Linked DNA regions of Mus musculus: region 1 is linked to region 2. Evidence: chromatin contacts called from public HiChIP or PLAC-seq data. All regions are on one chromosome and are shown on one strand. The core of a region is the stretch at or near the end of the contact, and the rest is flanking DNA. Distances in the headings are between cores, read along the strand shown.

What was found. HiChIP or PLAC-seq counts read pairs in DNA pulled down with a chosen protein or histone mark.
Region 1: a FOXA1 HiChIP or PLAC-seq map of pancreatic cancer cells shows a contact between it and region 2. The contact joins the promoter of 4930483J18Rik here to the promoter of Mgat3 in region 2. A contact is called at or near these places in 1 of 39 promoter capture datasets (hippocampal neurons), 1 of 484 Hi-C or Micro-C datasets (embryonic stem cells) and 1 of 115 datasets of contacts at active chromatin or transcription factors (pancreatic cancer cells).

Annotation. Positions count from the first base shown.
Region 1 is chr15:81,187,100-81,193,491 of GRCm38.p6, reverse strand. It overlaps 4930483J18Rik (RIKEN cDNA 4930483J18 gene), which reads right to left and starts at 2,639. Exons shown (of 2, transcript NR_015603.1): 1 at 2,487-2,639; 2 at 735-1,675. Mrtfa (myocardin related transcription factor A) reads left to right here and starts at 2,756. Exons shown (of 14, transcript NM_001082536.2): 1 at 2,756-2,985.
Region 2 is chr15:80,170,147-80,176,385 of GRCm38.p6, reverse strand. Mgat3 (mannoside acetylglucosaminyltransferase 3) reads right to left here and starts at 2,665. Exons shown (of 2, transcript NM_010795.4): 1 at 2,548-2,665.

The sequences.
Region 1 (6,392 bases), core at 1,390-3,889, 1.0 Mb before region 2:
CAGGAGCTCTGATACCCTCTTCTGGCCTCTGAGAGCACCAGGCACGATCATGGTGCAGAGACAAACATGTAGGCAAAACACCCATGTACATTAAATCTTATAAATTTAAAAAATACAGCACTTTGAATATATATACATATGTATATATACATACACAAAATGTATACAATAAAAAATTTGAGTTGCTCATGGAAGAATAGGTTTATTTGTGAGCTGGTGGGCTTTTCAGGTCTGAGGAATGTGCCCTGCAGAAGGCCATAAATGAGCACACTGTTCTTTGAATAACCAATAGCGTACACTCGTGGTTCCTTTGCACCTTGGCTCTTACACCAGGGTTGCGTCTTTGTGGACAATATCCAGTATGCCCTGCCTTGGGCTTATCTTGGAGAAATCTTCACCACACCAGTAATTCCAGACTGGAGGACTTTCTCCTCTGAGGGTGCCTCTGCATGTGTCATCTGTTAGTCAGGACTCAGCCTACTGTGGAAGTCTCTCAAGCATTACCTTAGCTTCTCCCAACTTAGCGCAGGTACCCCAAGGCTACGGTTTACCGAATCTCCTCTGTCTCACCCCTCAGTGAGACACGTACCTCAAGAAGTTACGTGTTGTACAAGGTGTGGTGATGAGTGCTCAGAAGCCCAGGACCCGGGACGCGAAAGCAGGAGGGTCATGAGTTCAAGGTCATCCTTGACCATATAGCAAGTTAGAGGACTTATATACATAAAATCTTATTTCATTTTAAGTTTTTATTTATATAGCATATATAGTTATTGAACATATAATTTTATTAGGGCTTTTGTGGTTTTTTTTTTTCTTTCTTTCTTTTTTTTTTTTTTTAATCTTGGGAGGGAAGGTGTGACTAAGAGGCCACAGGATCTGGGCTACCTCCAAGGTTCTGTGATGAGACACATGGTACGGAACTTGAAGCTGACTTACAGATGAATAACTGGGAATTACTCAGGGCCGGGCTGGCTTACTGCAGTGGATAGAGAGAGTTGCAGCTCCTTCTCCTATCCCAACAGAGCCACACACCACTGAGAAGTCTGGGAGATTTCCGGGGGAGAACGGAAGCCATACAGAGTAACTCACTCAGAGATGTAACATGCGTTACCTCCTTCCAGTCACTGTGGCTTCCCATGTCTGTCAGGATGCCCCTGAGGGTTTCTGCTTCTACAGTGTTAACCCTTGCTCTCACACTGGGGACTCTGTTCTCCAGAACCTTCTTTCTTTTTCCTTGTGTCCAGCAGCTCTGTCCTTGCAAAAGCACAGCTATCTTGCAAGAGCCCCTCAAGACTGGGCTTGTTGACTGTAGATGTTCCTGCATTGACGGAAGGACTTAGGGGGGGCTTCTCTGAATCCTTGCTGGATCCCAGTTACCTCCTCCAACATCCCCCCGCTCATTGGGGAGAGGAATCTCTCAAGTCCTCAATTTTGCCCTAGCTGCTTGAGGTCTTGTGACTTGGCTAGAGTTGTGTAGATTATGGAAGTTTAACTGAACTGTGTATGTCATCTACGCAGCTATGGGGACATCATCATCCATGCTGGGGTGCAACTTTTTGGTGGTCTCGCTGCTTTGGGGGCCAGCCATGATTTCTTAGCAAGCCCAATAAACTCACTGGTTTTCCACGTTGGACTCTGGGGCAATCATACTTCAGTTTATCCAGTGGATGGTGGCCTAAAAGGAGGAGATAGACGGTTGTTTATATCTCCCAAGGGAAAGTGTTTCGGAAACACTAAGGCACCAAGTCCGAATTATTTCTCCTTTTCAGCGCTCTCCCCCTTTGTTGGGGGGAAGGGGTGGTGTTCCAGAAAAGGGGCCTCCATAGTGGCTCTTAGCAACTTGACCGGGTGGGCTTTAACTAGTCTCACCGCTTTAGTAGATAAGTCTCTTTAAATGTTGGATTTATGCAGTTATGCTCTCTCTCTCTCTCCCACACATACACCCACACACCCACACACACACAGACATACACACACTTTTAGGCTACACACCAGCAGTTTAGAATTTTAAAGTTGGAAGAGCCGCCCAGATTCATTTAGTGCAGTGAGGCCCCGGATAAAATCTGGGTTCATTCAACTCTTTCCCTCCAGCTGCAAGCGCTTCCGCTGTTGATAAATAATCTCAACAGTCTAGGCAGGTAGGTGTCAGTCCTTTTACCGGAGGAGAACCGACTCAGAGAAAAAAAGCGCTTGGCCACGGAAGGGCAGGGACATGACAGAGTTCAGGGCTCCAGGCCAGAGCGGCATTTATTGTGTCCTTTCGGGAAATGCGAATGTGAAATAATCGACTTGGGAGTCCCGGCGGAGCAAAGACAGGAGGAAGGACCAAGATGAAGACTGCAGGATTTTTGCATTAAACCTCCAGGCTGGGCACCGAACCCTAGGTAGCTAGCTCCGCGGTCACCCTTTGACAGGGTGATCAGATGTGTTACGGTTTCTTTAAGACCCAGACTCCGCCCCCCGGCTCATCGCCGACCTCCTCCCACCTCTTGGCGGCCGCTCCGCCAGTTCCAGACTTCCTTCAGCGATGAAGTCATCTCTCAGTTACCGATTGGCTGCGCTATGATGTCAGTCACAGAAGTCGCGCCGCCGTACTAGCCTCCCTCGTTCCTCTTCCTTCGGCGAACGCCCCCTAAATCGGGCTAGCCCTAACGGCGCTAGGTTTCTGATTGGTCGATACGGCTGTCGCTCCCAGGCGGGTAGGGGGGAGGGTGCGGAGGCGGGACCCGGAGTGGTGGGAGGGCCCGCAGCTTCCGTGGCTGAGTGGAGCCGGCGGCGGTCGTGTCTGCGGTGTCCCCGGCGGCAAGAACGACCGTCCCACCCTCCCCACCCCCTCGTTCCCGCTCGCCACGCTCCCTCGGCTTGCGCGGACCTCTCCCTAACTTGGTGCAGTCTGACTGGTACTAGAGGCTCGGGAGGATACGTGAGCGGCTGGCACCGGAGTGGGGCGAGCCGCGGAGCCCGGGCCAGGAGGCGAACGAGGCGGTGAGTGAGAGTTCGGGCAGGGTCCCCCTCCCCCACCGGCCCCGCCCCGCTCGAGCATCCTTTCTCCCCTCGACCCTTCCGCGTGTGCCCTGGACCGGCCGGCCGCTGTAGGCTCCGAGCCCGGGATTGCCTCCCGCAGTCCTCCACTCCAGTCCCGCCCTTTCCCAAGGGGCTGGGGTCTCAAAGCCCTGGTCACTCGACAGGACAGTCGAGTGCGACCGTGCACCTGTGCACCGCCTTGCAGGGCTGTGCTGGCTAGGGAGCAGCTAGGTTCCCGCCCTGGCTGCTCCCCGAGTGTGTGTAATCTGCTTGGGACCGACCGGTCGAGCGCTTTCTCCCGGCCCTTGTGCAAACCTGGAGGATCCAGGTGCAATCCGCAGGCTTCTCGTGGCAAGGAGGTTCACCTGGACCTGACGACCATATAGCAGCATGGGTGCCTCCAGGTCTGCAGGGCTCCGCAGATTTGAAACTTGACCGCCAAAGAAGTGTCCGTCTCGCGTGTGTGTGTGTGTGTGTGTGTGTGTGTGTGTGTGTGTGTGTGTATGTGTGTGTGACTGTTTGTCTATGTACCTTTGATGACTTCCGCCCTCCTCGCTCCATAAGAAAACACTAATACTATAGAGTGGTTAGTGCTGGAGCTTTCCCTGTTAGATTATCAAACCTACGTTTAGATTGCTTATCTGGAAAATGGAACTAACAATACCTATTACATTGGAATGCAGACAGTAAATGAAAGAATTCGTAATAAAACGCTTGGAATGGTGTTCAACACATACAAGGAAGGGATCCAAGAAAAGACGAGTATCCTGATGTTGAGAACTGCTGGATAGGTGTGTGAGTACAGTATAGCTTGTCTTTGTCAGGATTTCTCTTTGTTAGATGACAGAACCAAAGGACAGACTGGTGGTCAGTTTACTGCTTGCCCGAATACTTTGGCATAAAGTGTGTGAAGACTAAGAATGTGAACTTCATTACTTAAATATGATGAAATTACACCTATGCTTCATGGGTTCACATAGTTTTAAAATCCATAAAGTGTCCGGAATGTCCCCAAATTGTAAGTTTTCGAGATCTGAAGCCAAAGCCTGTAGCCTGATCTTTATGTTCAAGAAGTCAAACTTAAGGGCTTTACTGTAGAAGCCCCTTCCACCAAAAAAAGTCCACTTATGAAGTTTTATTGTTGAAAATGAACTGCCTTCCAGGGGTAAAATGGTACAGCCAACTGGCCCACAGCCCCATCCCTGTAGGGAGGGGAACCCTTGGCTGAAAGTTAAACTGAGTTTCATCTACTGGTGTTTGTTTCTTTCATAGCAAATCAGAGGGCTTCCTGATAGCTGGCTGTTTTTTGTTTTGTTTTGTTTTTAAAGTCTCACTGTGTAGCTGTGGCTGGCCTGGAACTTACTAAGTAGATCAGGCTGGCCTTGAATCCAGAGTTCTGCGTGCCTCTGGTTTCTGAGTGCTGGGATTAAAGGCCTGAGCCTTGGAAAGACACAGACTGCTACTGCTTTCTTCAGAGAGAGATCCAAAGAAAAATGTCTGTAGTCCAGGGCTTGAATTTCGTTCAGTTCTTTGCCCGAATTTTTGAGAAGTGTCCTTTTTAACAAGGCCTTCCAGAGTCACGTTCACTAGGGGAAGTTTTTAAATCATGAGAGAGAGAGGTGTCTCCTATCATCCAAAAGTATTTACTGCAGACTTTCCATGTCCTTAATACTCTGCCAAATGCTGCGAGGGCGGGATTCAGAAAAGTATAAAACAGGATCTTAGCCCATAAAGGGCAAAACCATAAAGTTTGGGTCACCCAGTAGTAATTATGGACACTTCTAAAGTAATGACTTCATTTATTCATTCAGCAGACCTTTTGTTCCAGGCATGTAATGTGCCAGGTGTTTTTCTGAGCTGAGATCAAGGTGAGTCAGATACAGTCCTTGGTCTCGAGGGGCAGAAAGAGTGAGTGACAGGTGGTTAGAGTAAGGTGAAATAAAGTCTGAGTGCAAACCCAGAATTGTAGGAGAATGTCAAGACAGCTTTAAAAAAGATAATTGAATTGGTGGGAAAGCTTAAAGAGAGATGGCGTTTGAGGTGTGTCTTAATTCCACTGAACAAGATAAAGACCATCCCAGACGGAAGAAAATGAGCTTGGCTTCCTGACATTCCAGAAACAGTTATGAGCGCTTGGGCCAGACAAAAGGAAGGAAACCGGACAGTCTATAACAGTGATTCTCAACTTGTGGGTCATGACCCGCCACCCCCCTTCGGCAAACTGCCTCCAAAAATATTTACATTGCAATTCATAACAGTAGCAAAATCATAGTTATGAAGTAGCAACAAAAACAATTTTATGGTTGGGGTCACCTCAATGTGAAGAACTAAAGGCCCAAAACATTAGGAAGGTAAGAACTACTGTTTAATAGCATTCCTTGATGCCCACTATGTAAAAGGCATTGGTTCAGGCTCTTTTGCCCCCTTCCCGGGCTGGTGTTTGAATACATGGCTTCATGTTTGCAAGAACACTCTACCAGCCCTGTGGTTTTTGAGACAGATTTCCCTCTTGCAACCTAGGCTGACTTGGAAGTGACCATGGAGCCTAGAACTCAGGGAAATCTTCCCCTGCCCCTGCCCCAGACCCCTAAGTGCAGGAATTATAGGTATGAACCACCGTATCCAGTTCATCTTCTCTCCCTTCCACTCCCTGTCTTGAGGAAAGTTCTTGTTACATGCCCAGGCTGGGCCTTGAACTAGGCTACCGTTTGTTATCCTCTCTATTAGATTCCTGACTGACTGGGGCTACAGTACCCACATGCTCAGCTTGTTTTCTTTCGATCCTAGCTCCAAAGGTTCTTCTTGAGACATAGTAGATGCTCTGCAAAACCTGTTGAGTATAAAGTTAACATGAATTAAATATTTACTCTGTATAAAATGTGTGTGCTTGGGATGAGAGTTGGGGCTCATTGACACATGGGACATTTGTCTTCTGCCTGAGAGAATACTAAAGTTGAGTTATTTTTCAAGACAAAATCTCACTGTGTAGCCCTGGCTATCTTGGAACTCACTATGTAGACCAGGCTGGCCTCAAACTCAGAGATTCACTTGCCAGTGCCATTCCAGATGCTGGGGTTAAAGCTGTGTGCCACTGTGCCATGCTTTCTGTTGGATTTTGATTAGAAAGTTTTTAAAAAAAGAAAAGACATTGATGGTTGCAGACATGGGGTGAACATAAGGCATGACTTACAGATGGACAGACAGAGGAAGGAAGATGGTCACTGTCGATGTGAGAGGTCTTTATGCAGTCTGGAAATCAAGAAAACTTACCGGGCATGGTGACTTACCCCTATAGCTCCATAATTCAGGAAACCAAGACAGGAAGATGGAGAGTTCAAGGGCAGCTTTTCTTAAGAAAATAAAACAGA
Region 2 (6,239 bases), core at 1,416-3,915:
CCCCTCATCTGAATACAACATGTTTCTTGGCCTGAACGTCTGAAGAAAGTTCTAGAAAGGAGCCTGTGTCTCCAAGTAAAGAGCTAGGTCTGATTAGAAGAAGAGCACTCCAGGAGCAGAGCAGTATGCCTCAAAGGAGCTGCATGGTGGTGGGTACCCAGAGGGACCAGGGCACTCTTCTCTGTAGAGCACCCACCCTCCTGCCGGCCACTCCTCACTCCTCACCTCCTCCTAGAATCCCAGAGGGAAGTCCTTGACCCTCCCTTTCACACCAGTCCTCCCATGATCCTCAGCATAGCCCGATCCCCCCCCCCCCCCCCCCGTGAAACTGGCCTCACAGCCAGCTGGCATCAGATGGCCTCATTTTACAGGTAACAATACCAATGCGGCAGCCAGCAATTTCCCACCATGGTGCAGGTGTCAGGCATCCTTATATGCCACCTCACTTCTAGTCCTCGCCAAAATCCTGGGGAGGACTCTCGACTTCACAGAGGTGGAAACTGAGGCTCAGGGCACCAACTTCCTGAAGTGAGACAGCTACAGATCCTCACATACACACACATACAGACAAACATATACTCGCACACAGACACTCACAGACACTCACATAGACATTCACACACACATACACACACTCACATATACTCACAGACACACATAGACGCTCATATACACGCAGACATACACACAGACACTCACCTACACACTCACATACATATACACACACACATATACACACACATAGACATTCACATACACACACACACAGACACTCACACATACAACCATACCTCACAGCACAGCATGGGGTAACTGATGAGCACTAATGACAAGACACACAGAGTTCCAAAAGAGGCCGCTGAGGCCATTTGCTCAATCCCTGCCAAGAACAGCTAGCTCCCTGCAGTCCCCTGGAGCCAGTCCTAGCTTCCTGGTGTGGACATCCACATTTTCTCTACCTGGCCATCCTGTTCGGAAGCGCTCTTCAGAGGTAATCAGGCGTTCCCACTGGCGTACCCTCGGGGACCTAACAGCAGCTTATGCCGGTGCACGAGGTGTGCTAGGTGCTGCCCATAAAATAGGGCTCCAGTCACCCCAGAGCTCTCTCATCTCTGTCAGAACTCTTATCTCTGTCTCCCTGTGTGTCTGCCTCCATCTATCTATCCCTCATGTCCACACTCCAAGGCACACCTTGGCACCACCTGCCAAAAGTACCCCCACCTCACCTCTCACGGCATTTGTCCTATCACTGGTGTTGGGACTCAGATTCGAACCATGGTTGTTGCAACCATAACATACAGTACTAATCACTATACAACCACAGCTGGCCACACATGGATACCCACTCTTCAGCTCATTTCTCCTCGTGGTTCAGTGTCCCACCATGCTACACACCATCTCTCAACACACCAGAGAGCACATCTCTCGGTCCTTTCTCTTACTATTTCTTCAGCCCTGGGAACTTTTCCGTCTTCCAGTAGGTTCTTCCTCCCTAGAGCAAAGAGCCCCTCTTTCTAACTTTCCCAGAAACCCTGCCTATCTCCTTAGCGTTGGGCAGCACTAATAATCCTGGAGTTGCCAGCTCCCAGAAGGAGAGAGCCTTGTCTTGCTCTCCCTGTCATCCTCACGGTTGGCTCATTGCCTGGACCTTTAATAACTGTGTCCCTCCAGGTCAATCCCCCATGAAGGCATTTCTGCACCCGTGTCCCAGAGATGATGGAGGACCACAGAAAAATCCCAGTAGGGAAAATGTTCCTGCCTACATCCCCCTTCTGAGTTCCGCAGGCGAGGGAACATCATCAGACCTCAGGCCATCGGAGATGACTGGGGCGCAGCAGTCAGAGATGCTGCGCCCCAGCTCAGGCACCCCCGCCACTAGCACAACCAAGCAAGCTCCCCTCCCCACCCCAGCCCGGTTCTAGAACTATTTGTAGATATTTATAGCGCCCTCCCCCAGCCAGGAGCCCTCCTCCGCCCTGGGCAGTGCAGTGCAAAGAGAGGGAGACCCCTCCCCAGTAGAAGGTGGGGGCCTCTCATGCTAAGCTTTTCCCTGCTCCCCACTAAGGCAGCTGTAGTTACAGCTCCAGCCACAGCCCCCACACTCGCCCAGCACCCCAACCGCGCCTGGGCCTCGGCCAGCAGCCGCAGCAGCCCGGGATCGGGGGTGGGGAAGGCAAGAGCTGAGGCCTCGCGCCCCCAGCCCCGAGCTGCGCCGGAGGTGGAAGGGAGCGCAGCGCACAAAGCATGGCTGGAGCTCCGCGCCTCGGGACGCCCCCACCCCACCCCGGTCCAGCCAAGGGAGGGGGTCGCCGCGCCAGGCTCTGCCCCGCGGCCACGGAGAGCTGCGGAGAGCAGGCGGGTGGGGGCAGGGGGCGCCGGTTAAGCAGTCCCCCACATCTCGCCCCTACTCGGCCCCATGCCCCCGCCCCCGGGGCTGCGGGACCACCACGGGGGGAGACGGGAGTGGGGAGGACGCGGAGGCGAGGCCTGGGGTGCGGGGAAGATGCAGGGCTGCGGCGCGGGTCCCCGGCTCCAGGGTCAACTCACCCATCGTCCGCTGGGTCTCAGCAGCGGCGGTAGAAGCAGCGGCGGCGGCGGCTCCGGGGCCCCCGGGGTCCCCGGCGGGGAGATGCTGGCGTCCGCCGCAGCCTCTCCTCGCCCCATCCCGGGCTCCGGCGGCGGCGGCTGCGGCGGGCGCCCGGCATCGCAGGCAGCGCGGCCCGGGCCCGGCCCGATCCCCGCCCCCCACCCCACCTCCACCCCGTCCCGCGGGCCCGGCGCGGCCGCTTGACTGCACCCCGGGGCGGTAGCGGGGGCGCGGCGGCGAGGCCGAGCGCTGCGCTGGAGGTGCCCGCTCCCGCCGGCCCCCGCCCCGCCCCCGCGCGGCCGCGTCCCCTCCCCCGCCAGCCGGGCTTTGCGCGCTCCGGGCCAGGGGCGCCTGGACCGCGAGCTCCCGCCACCGCCCCGCGCCTCTTTCGTGTGTATGTGTGTGTTTCTGTGTGTGTGTGTGTGCGCAGCAATCGGACGCGCGAGTGTGCGCGTGCCCTGCCTGTGACCGTGCGTGCGCCGGCCCACTGCCCGGGCGTCCTGTGCGGGTGTGTGTGCTGTGTGAGGCGGAGCTGGCCAAAGTGCTTGTCGGGCTCTGCGTGTGAGTGGATCTGTGTGTCTGTGTTCTGCAGCGTGTGATAGATTGGCCCTTATGTGCATGGGGTGTGTAGATAGATCCGTACTGTGGCGTGATTGTGGGCATACTGTGGCTGGGGGCACAGGCCTCCTGTGTGGTGGTGTGACAAAGTCCTGACCGGTGTGTACATCACTGTAGCCCTATGCAGAGGCCTGGTACAGGAAAGCGTCTAAAACACTGGGTACTGGGTCGACACAGTGTCCGTGCTAGTTTGTGTCTTGCTCGGATGTGTTGGCCTCTGTACATCCTTCTGCCTCCACCCTCTTCATCAATGCACAAAGCCACCCATGAGGCGCAGAGGGTGACAGAATGTGCTGGATCTGGGATTCAACCCCAGACTTGGAGGTTTCTCCATTCTTCTTCCCCACCCCCCACCCCCAGGATGCTGCTTATAATGGGCATCTCTAGCACTCAGGTCACCTATGATAGATTTATTTATTTTGTTTTTTCAAGACAGGGATTCTCTTGTGTAGCCCTGGCTGTCCTGGAACTCAACTCTGTAGACCAGGCTGGCCTTGAACTCACAGAGATCTGCCTGCCTCTGCCTCCTGAGTGCTGGGATTAAAGGCGTGCACCACCAACACCCGGCTCTAAATGATCTAAATATCCCCAGAGCCCTGCTGGATTGCAGTCAGAAGCACCTGACATGGGTGCTGGGACTTGATCTCAGATTCTCTGGAAGGGTGCTCTTAACCACTGAGCCATTTCTCCAGCCCTGACACTTTTTCTTGATTTGAGGCATTCTGTTGTGACCTAAAAACCAGTACACCACCTCTATAACTTGTCTCCCTCTCAAGGTTATCAATTTGTCTGAATGTATTTACTTATTGTGGCGCTGGGAATGAAACCCAGACCCTCCCATATGCCAGCCAGTTACCATAGGTTATATTCCACACACAACTTGCATGGCCTTTGATTTCAGTATAATGCAAAACACTCCCATTTGCCTGCCCTGAGCCTTCTGCATTAGGAGGCAATGAGAAGTACCACCCCCTGCAGTTGTGTGGAGGAAAAGAGATGGCCTGGCCTTGCCCTGCACAGAGTTGGACACATCTGGAAGGTTCTGGAGACCTGCTGCTTGCTCTCTCTCCCCACCCCGACCCCCCACTCACCCTTGGATCTTTGTTTTCCTTCCTTTTCCAAATTCCCAAGCTTCTTGGGAGGCCTCTGGGAAGGAGGAGGAGCTGTCTCGGTTAGGGTCATACCAAAGTCCGCCTCCGTGTCTTGGGGTTTCTTTCCTGGTCTTTTGGGACAGTGTGGTGAGTACAGATTTCCCCAGCCCTTCAGAGATAGCAAGTGACTTCCTAGGCCGTCCTGGGTATGGTCCAGGATAGCAAATGCCCCTCCCTGGCTCAGCCCAGACCCGTTGGGAGGAGGAGCTCACCTCCCCTGGATCTGGCAGGAAAGAAAGAGAGAGCCTCTATTTCCCCTTCCTCTGACCTCTTTCAGTTCCTTCTCTTTGACAAAGCAGCTTGAGGCAGGGAATATGGACTTACTAAAGCTTGGGTTCTAGTCCTGTCCCACCGTGAACCCTTGAGCTTCTTCATTGTAGAGTAGGGTGCTAGGATCGTCCTTCCTACCGATATCAGCAGCATCTGGCTACCCGTTTAGTCACTTCCTGTTGGGGGGGGGTGTAGGGAGGGGCTTGGTAGGTGGTCCTCGCCCCCCGCCCCCCTTTCCTCAGGACTGGCTGGTAAACTTGGAGGTTGTAGGAGCTGGAGTTGGGAGAAGCCCAGATACAAGATTATCCTGCCCCCAGCATGTTGCACGGTGTCACCTTACAACTCAAGCTGGCTCTTTCTTTCTAGAGCTGATTTGGCTCGGGGAACAATTGCTAGGTCTGTTACCCAAGCATTGGCTTTGCCTGCTAGGCAGCTGCATTCCCCTCCCTGGGTCATCTCACCTGGCCTCTGGGTCTACAGGTGAGGGGTTCCCACTCATCCTTCAGGATCTAGCCCAGATACCCCATCTTTCTGAAGGCCCCTGAAGGGCTTTCTAACTTCCAGAGACCACGCCCAAGTTCTAGTTGGAGAATCCTCACCTGGGTGACCCTAAACAAGTCTCTTCTCTCTGCATGCCTCAGTTTCTACTCTGATCAAGCCTGAGGCAGTGGATAGACAGGGATCCATTATTGCAAGGTATCCAGGAATATTCCAAAATTCTCAAAAGCATGTGTGCTTGTAAGCATATGTCAGCATATGCATTAACACATGGGTGTGACTTAGACTGTGCGCGCGATCACACACACACACACACACACACACACACACACACACGTGAACATAGGTATGTGGACAAGGGCATGCTCGGTGTATGTGTTCCTGGGGAGGGCTTAAGACTATCGTCAAATTCTCAAAGGAGTTGGGACACGTTTATGAATCTTGGGCTCTTCAGCACCTCAGGGACCATCCCAAGCCCATCCTCCCACTGTTGTCTAGGCCTACTCTTCAGCCTCTGCTCAAACCCAGCCTTTCAGCATTCTGCCAAGCACAGCCTCCCTGGGCCCCCACTGTCTACCCTTCTTCTCCTCTGCCTTCTCCCCTCCCATTTCTCCTCCCCCTCCACGGACTTTTCACCTGCAAGCATAGCAGATAATTCACCATGTTCGTGTGGCCTCATCTGCCTATCTTCCCCGGTGGGAGGGCAGGCATCTTTGCTGACTTTGCTTGCACCCAGCACAGCCTGGCACACAGACCACAGGAGCTCCACAAATCCTGCCAAATGGCCAGGAGCCTCAGGCGCCTTCCCTAGCTGGCTTCTGGCTTCTTTTTTGAGGAATACCTCTCACCAGGAGGGTCTGTGGGAGGCTTGTAGCAGGAGAGAGCCCAGAGAAAAGTGGTAGCCCCTTGGTGAGGGAGGCCCCTTTGCTGGAAAGTACCCTCGGTGGGCCAAGGTTGTTATGTGCCACCAGAGCATGACCTGGGATGACAGCATCCTTCATAAACCCCGAGAAACTCAGGTCCCTGCTCTATTTCCAATTCCAACCAGGGTCCTCTGGCCCTGTGCTTTCCTGAGCAGCCCCAAAGCCCCCATTAGGTGACAAGTGAGACAGGAA